3 separate regions of the Mus musculus genome follow, and all the other regions are linked to region 1. Evidence: chromatin contacts called from public promoter capture Hi-C data. All regions are on one chromosome and are shown on one strand. The core of a region is the stretch at or near the end of the contact, and the rest is flanking DNA. Distances in the headings are between cores, read along the strand shown.

Evidence for each region. Promoter capture Hi-C pulls out the DNA fragments that hold promoters and counts their contacts.
Region 2: a contact with region 1 is called in a promoter capture Hi-C map of pre-B cells, with 8 times the contacts expected there. The contact joins the promoter of Clhc1 here to the promoter of Snrnp25 in region 1. A contact is called at or near these places in 1 of 39 promoter capture datasets (pre-B cells) and 1 of 484 Hi-C or Micro-C datasets (B cells).
Region 3: a contact with region 1 is called in a promoter capture Hi-C map of pre-B cells, with 10 times the contacts expected there. The contact joins the promoter of Cfap36 here to the promoter of Snrnp25 in region 1.

Annotation. Positions count from the first base shown.
Region 1 is chr11:32,203,908-32,207,227 of GRCm38.p6, forward strand. It overlaps Snrnp25 (small nuclear ribonucleoprotein 25 (U11/U12)), which reads left to right and starts at 1,508. Exons shown (of 5, transcript NM_030093.3): 1 at 1,508-1,756; 2 at 3,053-3,143. The coding sequence starts at 1,715. It also overlaps a transcript of Il9r not described here.
Region 2 is chr11:29,546,479-29,549,588 of GRCm38.p6, forward strand. It overlaps Clhc1 (clathrin heavy chain linker domain containing 1), which reads left to right and starts at 1,472. Exons shown (of 12, transcript NM_028504.1): 1 at 1,472-1,662. It overlaps Rps27a (ribosomal protein S27A), which reads right to left and starts at 1,562. Exons shown (of 6, transcript NM_024277.2): 1 at 1,363-1,562; 2 at 1,203-1,267; 3 at 728-782; 4 at 225-310. The coding sequence starts at 1,250.
Region 3 is chr11:29,246,002-29,248,992 of GRCm38.p6, forward strand. It overlaps Cfap36 (cilia and flagella associated protein 36), which reads right to left and starts at 1,271. Exons shown (of 10, transcript NM_025740.3): 1 at 1,014-1,271. The coding sequence starts at 1,128.

The DNA of each region.
Region 1 (3,320 bases), core at 258-2,757:
TCTCAAACAAAAATGTCAAAGACAAATAAATTGTGCTTACTTATGGCCACATTAATCTATACTGTAGATTTTCTGTTTATTTTTGTTTTGAGAAAGGGTCTCACTATGTAACCTGTTCCTCTTACTTTCTTCTTTATCTCTGCTGTGCAACTCTCCTGGGCTTTAAACCCTTTCTCCTGCCTCAGTCTCTCCAAGTGCTAGGATTTTCTCCAAGTGCGTACAACAAGCTTGGCATAGGGGATAAGAGTTTTAAGTAGGATAACCATGATTGAGGGAGGGAGGGAGGGAGGGAGGGAGGGAGAGAGGGAGGGAGGGAGAGGGAGGAGAGGGAGAGAGAGAGAGAGGGAGGGAGGGAGAGAGAGAGAGAGAGAGAGAGAGAGAGAGAGACACGGTTGTTGTTCTTCCAGAGGGCCAAATTTGATTCCCAGCACTCACACGATGTTTCTCAGTGCCCAGAAGAAATACACGCCGAAAATGACCCATACACATAGGATTTTAAAAATGAGGCAAGTGATTAAAGTAGCTATCCAGGGAATGTGACGGGAGCAAAGAAAAAAGAAAAAGCCCACAGTGCTGCCTACACAGCGTCCTCATAAGAACAGTTGTTACAGGGACTGGTGGTGTAAAAGAACACGAGGACTAGAGATCAGCGCATGGCAAGGCTGCCCTTGACAGCTCCGAGGACCACAGGTCCCGCCTAGATTTGTTTTGTTTAGACAACTTCCCTCTGTAGTCCCTGCTCTCCCATACAGACCTAGCTCTCGATTCAGATCCAACTGCCTCTGCCTCCTGTGTGCTGAGATTAAAGGTGTGTGCCACCAAGCCAAAGCTTCACTTCACTTTTTATTCTATTTGTGTGTGTGTGTGTGTTGGAGTTGGAGTTGGTTTTTGTGCGGGGAGGGGGTTGGTGGGTTTTTTGGTTGGTTGGTTGGTTGGATTTTTGAGACAGGGTTTCTCTGTATAGCCCTGGCTGTTCTGGAACTCACTCTGGCCAGGCTGGCCTCGAACTCAGAGATCCGCCTGCCTCTGCCTACCAAGCGCTGGGATTAAAGGCGTGCACCATCATGCCCGGCTTCCACCTTACTTTAAAGTGGACCTTTTAGGCAATTTTTTGGAATGGAGCCCATGGCATAATCTCAAGTGACTGCGAAGCGACCTGGCTGGGGCAACAGCACGCGAGTGGCAACGGCAGGCCCCAGGCAGCAGGAGGCGCCCGCCTCCCAGCGTCACCTTGTTGGGTGATGCCGTGCACGGGGACAGGTGTCTTGCGCGAAACGATAGCAACGCTGGCCTTCCTTGACAACCAGCCCAGACCGAAGAGAAGCTCAGCAGCGGGGAACAGAATAGCTCGTAGCTCCCGCGCCGCTCGCACCACCAACGTGACCTGCTCTATCCAGCCAATAACCTGCTGTCTGCACGCTCCCAGCCTCCCGAAGACTCGCACATTTCATTGGCTACTGAAGCCACGCAGTATACCATTGGCTAAGCTATCTCGTCGGGGCGGGACACAATCACTGCGCACGCGCCTTTTGCTTATCAACCTGGAAGGCAGGGCAGGCTGGAGGAGCGCCGGAAAGCAACACTAGTCTAGTAGTAGGCAGTCCTGGAGGACCCGGAGGCTGAGGATCGGCCGGAGGTGCCGGAGGACGACGAGGATGATGAGGAGACATTGCCCCATTCCGAGGCTGTGGACGTGTTCCAAGAAGGTCTCGCCATGGTGGTGCAAGACCCGCTGCTCTGCGACCTTCCGATCCAGGTGCGAGACAGGGCTCTGGGGTGTGGATGGGCGCTGGTGGTCCCACCAGAGAAAGACGCTTCTGCGCATAAGTGGAACGCTTAGGGTGAGGAGCCCCTCTGAGCCGTGAAGTTTGAATTAAACAAACACTAAGATATGAACTCAGGATGAGTGTGACAAGTCTTTTCCTTTTGCCTGAAACTTCAGTATGCGTGACTTAGTAGTTAATGTATTCTTTAACCTTGCCAATCAAAGGTGTTTTTATTTAACGTCTGTGTGCGCACAGAACTGGGAGCCAAACTGAGAACCTTTCGAATGCTAAATAAGTGCTCTACCACTGAGTTACACAAGTTTATTTGTACTTCCCTCTGTGTTTTATTAAAACATCTCTTGTCTGGCCAGACCTTTAATCTCAGCACCCGGGATGCCGAGGCAAGGGAATCTCTGTGAGTTTGAGGCCAGCCTGATACATTGAGAGCTCCAGGCCAGCCAAGGGTCTGGAGTAGTGGGTCTCTGCCTCAAAACAAACAAAAGACATTTTGTTATCAAAGGTTTTAGGTAGCCGGTCAGTTGCACCCTGGACCTGAGGTACAGGCCTGGAGCCTCTTGATACAATACTCTCAGGATCGCCAGGCCCAGTGTTAATTGAAAATCCTAACACACAATAGGTGTCTTAGTCAGAGTTTTACTGCTGTGAACAGACAGTGTGACCAAGGCAACTCCTTTTTTTTTTTTTTCCTTTAAAGTTTATTCAATACAACCTAATCTCCAACTTCACTGAGGTGGCTGACCACGTGGACTCTTATAAGGACATTTAATTGGGGCTGGCTTACATGTTCAGAGGTTCAGTCCATTATCATCAAGGCAAGAGCATGGCAGCATCTAGGCAGGCATGGTGCAGGGGGAGCTGAGAGTTCTACATCTTCATCTGAAAGCTGCTAGCAGAATATTGGCAGCAAGGATGAGGGTCTTAAAGCCCAAGCCCATAGTGACACACCTACTCCAGCAAGCTACACCTATTGTAACTGGGCCACACCTTCTAATAGTGCCACACCCTGGGCTGAGCATATGCAAACCATAACAGTAGGCAAGCTTGGTTCCCTTTTTTGATCAGGGCCACTGACAGGTAGGTATATATCATCTATAACTAGGGAGACATTAAGGCATCAGGTGTCTCCAAGTGACGCTCCCCAGCAGTGTGGGTAGGGCCATGTCAGTGAAAGGGCATGTTTGGAAAGGACCACTGGGGCAGGACTCTCAGACACAGAATTGCCCCATTCTAACACCAGAAAGCTCTTATGATCTCCATCTCCCTAGGTTACTCTAGAAGAGGTCAACTCCCAGATTGCACTGGAATATGGCCAGGCGATGACTGTCCGTGTGTGCAAGATGGATGGAGAGGTAATGCGTAAGTACCGTTGTCTTAGTTACTTTCTCTTGCTATAAAGAGATACTGCGACCAAGGGAACTTATAAAAGAAAATGCTTGTAGGGGCTTCTGGTTACAAAGGGCTACAGTCCAGAACCAACATGGCAGGGAGCATGGCAGCAGGCAGGCAAATGTCCTGAAGCAGAAACTGAGAGTT
Region 2 (3,110 bases), core at 222-2,721, 2.7 Mb before region 1:
TGTCAAAAAGTTGGGTGGTGTTGGGCCTGTCACTCCAGCACTAGGAATTTTAAGGAGGCTCAGGAATCCAGTTCAAGTTGGCCCTGAGCTACAGGAGACTGCTCTCTACAAAAAGGGTCAACCAACCATCGCATATTTTAAAATCATGGAACAGCTACAGTGCTCAGCAAGTGTTAGTGGATTCAATATCATCCCTTTTTCTGCATGTTTTCCCTCAAACAAACCTTTTGAATGTTGTAGTCAGACAAAGTCCGGCCATCTTCCAGCTGCTTACCAGCAAAGATCAGCCTCTGCTGATCAGGAGGAATTCCTATTAGAGGAAAAAATACTGGGCTTAATAGAACAAGGTACATTCCCCATTGTTGTGAATCAAATGATTGCTAACAGTGGTCACAGACTTAGATGCAACTTTTTCCAAGAGTAAAAGCCCTGGAACTTTCTCTGTAACCAGGCTGCCTCTACCTCCTTAGTGTTGAGATTAAAGTGTGGACTGGGCCATTGCCCAGCCTGAGCATTTTATCGTCTTTGTGACTCAGTAAACAGTTCTAGATTAACTTTTAAAAGATTTGTCCTGCAGAGTTTCCAGTTAATCAGATAGCCTGACACTAATGTCAGGAATATTTTACTTTCAAAAGCATCTAAATTTATTAATCTGTTTTCTACCTTAAGAACAAACGTGTCTAGGTCACACAAGCCAGTCATTTTTCTAGTGACAAACTTTACTTGCCTTCCTTATCCTGGATCTTGGCCTTTACATTTTCTATAGTGTCCGAGGGTTCAACCTGCCAAGTTTTGATATATGTAGTTAATATACGGTTACATAGTAAGTCATTAACTGCTAGCTTTATACAAAACGAGCAAGGAGGAGGTGAGCTAAAGGTAATCAATTAAGATGACACCGCGTGCAAACTACCCAGAGTGCTACAATCCAAATTAGTCCCCATACCAGGGCGAGCGACGGCGGGGGAAGCACAGGAACGCGTCTGCCCGGAGAAAAGCGTCTCCCATCACCTACCCTACATTTCGCCACTCGGGATAAAGCAGGCTAAACCGTACCACACCGAAAACCAAACGTTGTTTTTGCTAAGCACCATAATCTCAGCTCAAAGCCAAGTTTCACAACTCAAAACTCAGAAACCCGCCCTCAAACACTAAGGGCCTCAGTCAGGCCTTGGCTTCCTCAACGGCAAGGTGGCCCGTACCTCGAGCGTGATGGTTTTCCCCGTAAGGGTCTTCACAAAGATCTGCATCGTGGCGGCGGCTCCACCTGCATTCGAAAAGAGACGGATTAGATCCGACGACACCCGTGAGAGCGACGCGTAGCGCCACTAGCCAGAGCGCGGCCACAGAGCATACACTCACCCACGATGGCGGATCGGAAAGGAAGATCCGAGCGTGGCCGACGGGGTCTCCTGGCCGAAGGACCCGCCCCTTAGGCGGCCACACACGTGCCTGCGCGCTGCAGCGGAATCGCGGCTGTCTAACGCAGTGCCAGATTTGCTCGTTCGCTCGGTTTCTTTACGCTCTTTTCTCGGTTTACCTCAGAATGGCCTCGAAATGATGTGCTCAACTAAAAAAAATGCCTCAAAAGGCTTTCTTATACAGCCGATGCGATTAAGAGAGGCTTTCCTTTAAAGGGGGCTTGTGAAACATAAGAGAGAGGTAAAACAAGTCTATCTGGGAATTGTAGTTTTACACTGCTTTCTTCTTGTTAGAACTACTTGTCCCAGGATGCATTTCCACACTTCCCGGATACCTGATTACACTGTCTAAGCTGTGGAGTGAGGGTTAGGAGAGAGTCAGGTGAGGACTCAGGGGATGAGGCACTATGATTTGCGCGTGGGTGGGGACTCTCTGGAAATGCCCCGGAGGGAAGGCTTAAGGGCTAGAAAGGCATTTGGGGGCTGAAGGTGTCTGTCACACCGTAGTGAGCTAGCCACATCTAAGGTATAGTCGAAGTCTTTCTAAGTGCAGGTTTCTGCCCCTCCCGGTAGTCCCTTCCGCTACCCTTCATCCGATCGGAAGAAGCTTTTGAGCGTCACGCGCCTCCCTAGTATGAAACGGTTAAATGTATTGGAATTTTCATCTTTTCACGTTTTAAAAAACATACGATAAGAAAATCTGCAGAATGTTTAGTTTTCGACTATAAGTTTAAATGTGGAGCGTGTCCATCCTGGAGAAAATAGGAGCATGTGCCCTCGGGGAAACTTGAAGCTGTTAAAAGCTGGTGCCTTCTCTCAGTCCCTTCTCCACCTCACAAACCCAGTGCCCTTTCTAATGCACCCTCTCAATGTCTTTTCACCCTATCCGTAAGCGTAGGCGTGCTCCGTTTTCTTACAACGAGGATCCGTAACTCCCTAATAATCTCTGTTTGCTCTTTCCTCATTTTAATATACTAGCTCTGCTGCCTCCAAATTACACATTTTGAAAAGTAAAAATGTAGGGCTAGGAGATGACACAGTAGCTAATATTCGATATGCAGAACCCTGGGTTGGAACTCAAGCACCCACTTTTTAAAAAGGTTGGTGTGCTTGGTGGAGTCTGTGACATGGTAGGCCAGCAGAGACAGGAGACTCCCTGGACCTCATTGGCCAGCAGGTTCAATGAGAGATGGGGGCCGACGACCCTACACCCACACATGACATACATATTTCTTAAAATAAGATGGGGCTTCCAGATGGCTCCATCAGTAAAGAAAATTTACATCTGCTCTAGATCTGATCAACCTTGAGATTCAATTGGTGGAGAAAACCAACTCTAGCAAGTTGCCCTCAGACTTTCACAGCGCTCCCTACCCCCGAACTAACGAAGTGCAATAAAAATTTAAAAATAAAAGGTAGACTGATTAAGAAGACCCACACACACACTCAATATAACGTGATCCTCCTGTCTCCACACATGTACCCACACGAATGTGAACATAAACAGAAAAGCAAAAAGTGATGGTGTTATTCCACATCATTCAAATATTTTACTTTGGGGTTAAAGGTTATCTGAGCATGTGTGAGGCCCTAGAATTGATATCCAACACTACAGAGAATAAAATGTGTTGCTTCAAGTAGGAACAAGGGCATAACATAAAAAGATAGCTTTGTCAGAATAAAAGCCCC
Region 3 (2,991 bases), core at 21-2,520, 3.0 Mb before region 1:
TAACAGTTAGAATAAAATAAAAGGTTCAGTGATCAAACAACATTCTTTCTTTACTAGATTCATAGAATTTTGGGTTTGAGAGAAGTCTTGCAAGACAATTCAGGATAAGAACCCTCTGTTAGCTGAATCTCAAACAAGCTGCATTGCAGTACAGTCACTGTCGAGTGTATGCAGATACTTCAAATGCCTGGGAACCCATTAACTTTTCAAGCAGGCCACCTCATCCTAGAAAAGTGTATAAAAGATTCCCTTCACTGAAATGTGTTCTCTGCAGCTGTGAGTCAGTATTCACTCACCCCAGCTCTATTGCACCGATCTTTACAAAAAGTCTGTCCCCCTAACCTAAGACACAAGTTCAGACGATATATATTGCTACCCTCCAAGTATTGCCTAGGCAAAAAAAAAAAAAAAAAAAAAACCAAGATAAAGGTTGGATAGGACATCGTTTGTGATTGCTTCTCTATGAACAGAGTCCAATTCGTCTTATGAACTCGGATATGAGCGTGATATGAACCGATCAGAAAGCACTGATGCTGGTCCTTCAAAAGAATGCCACATTTGTATATCTCGTTTGTTAGAAAGCTCTTCCTCCCCATCGCCTGCTTTGGTCCTGCCGGAGTAATCGAATGCCCCCCTTTGCAGATAAAATGGCCAGAGTGAATTTGTCATTTCATAGGCTGAGTCCACAGGGCGACATCTCAGGGGTCAGAAGGAACTCGAAGAAAAACGACGTTTTCCCCAAATAACTGAGGAAGATGCTGGTTACCCAAACAGTCCACTTGCGCGGGGTAGAAAGATACGGGGTGAAGTGACAGGCCGAACATGGGATTAAAGTCTAATGTCTTCAGGACAGGCGCTCGGGCAGAGTGGGTGAAAAGTCTTGGTGAGCAATTTCACGTCTGCAAACAAACGAGCCACTCGGGAAGGGATGTACGTAATTCCTTCTACAAAACTGTCCTAGGCCCGGCAGGCAGAGACAGTAATATTTGGCTTGTTCACAGTCTGGTTCTTACCTTCGCATTTCTGCTCCACAAAGTCCAAGATGGGGATAGACCAATCCGGGCCCCGCAGGAACCCAGCGATGCTCTCCACCACCCATTCCACTTCGTCCTCTTCTTCCGCAGCCATCCCGCTCGCACCCGGCGACGCGGACGCCTAGGCCGGATTCCCCCAGCCCTGTCTGGCCTTTCGGCCGCAGGAAGCGACGGAGAATGCGGGCAGCAAGGTCCCCGCAATCGCCGGGCCCCCAGGTTAGACACCACAAACCAGTTAACGTAAAATGGTCGCTATGACAACGTACGCAGCAGCCCGGAAGTGAGGCCTGAGTCCTGAGCTCCTGGAGGGGGGGGGCTGGATTAGGAACGTTTCCTATTGGCTAGAAGAGAACGGGGCAAACGATAGCCCTCCACTCATTGGCCCGTAGTTGCTAGGCTGAGAGCAGACGCGCGGGCATTGGCTACTGCGCTTAGAGACGGCGTTCGCGCTCCCGTGTGCGCGCGGCCCGTCTCAAAATGGCGTGCTGAAGGCGTGGCTTCCCTGAGGACCTCCTCCCACCTCATCCCTAGCGGTCTTCAGACCCCCTGGCCCTTGAAAACAAAATTGAGAGAAATATGCTCTGTGAGGTTTACTGATTGATTCTGCAAGCCGTTTGCTTGCTGTCTAAGGATGGGTCTAAGCTTAGTTAACAACAACTAAAATTAGGACAAGTATAAAATCAGTTAATCTCCATTTAATTAGGCTTTCATAGACAGTATTTAGAAAGTATCAAGGTTGCTCTCTTCCTACTTAAGAGCCAGAGGACTCCCAAGAATCTTATAACTAGATGTGGTGGCCTACACCTTTAATCCCAATACTCCTGATAGCCACAGGCAGACAGACCTGAGAGTCCCAGGCCCACCAAGGCTATATAATGAGAGTGGTGAGGAGCTGGAGGAGCAGACTCTACAACTTCAGTTTCATGAAAGTGGAAGTGGAGGACTCAGTGAGAACCAGAGGTGACTGTGTGTTGGGCCGACAGCACAGTACCAGGTCTGGTTGAGGGCAGGAGCTACATACAGCAAATGTTCATGGAAAGCTCAGGAGGAACTAAAGGGGTATTAGAGGCAGAGGACCCTGAAGATCTCAACGTTTCAGTGGTTCTCAACCTTCCTAATGCTGCAGCCTTTTAATACAGTTTCTCGTATTGTGGTGACACCCAACCATAGAATTATTGCATTGCTACTCCATATTGTAACTTTACAACTGTTGTAAATCTGGTGTGCAGGATTTCTGATCCGTGGCCCACAGGTTGAGAACTATTTCAATATATACTAAAGCTGTTGATAGAGGACCCAGCTCTCAAGTCAGCAATTAGTATGTTAGCTAGTTAATCTTGTCTTCTGTCCAAGAATTTCCTTATGGACGAAAAGGTCATTTCTGTGGGGATTTGTCTTGTCACCTGTCTCATCATTGAAGTCTCTGAGGACCACAAAAGCTGCTGAGCCACAAAAGTCATCAAAGGGGCTCCAGGCCCCTCCTTGCTGCCCAGCCTATGGCTCCTCAGGAGCTGTCCAAAATGGCGGTATCACAACATCTCAGCCTACAGCCATCATAAGAGCCGTAAGAGTGGTCCACAGTGGCACACTGCTTTTCTCACCTCATCGGGAGCTGCCCCTCAGGAGCTGTTCATAATGGCCACACTTTTCATGCCTCAGCCTACAGCTTTCATGAAGCACCACTGCAGAAGCTGTCCACCGTGGCAGCACCTCCTCTCTAGCCCCCCCCACACACACACACACACACACCACACACACCACACACACACACACACACACACACACACACACACACACACAAACAGCCCCACAGAGATGGAGCCTCAGGTAAAGCCAGCTACATCCAGGAAGGACTTCTCACCCTAACCCATGGGCCCGATGAAAGGAAAATGGGGTGAAAAAAAGAGCCACCAATTCCTGAGCCACCCCATATTCAAGACTTGAAATTCCACCAATT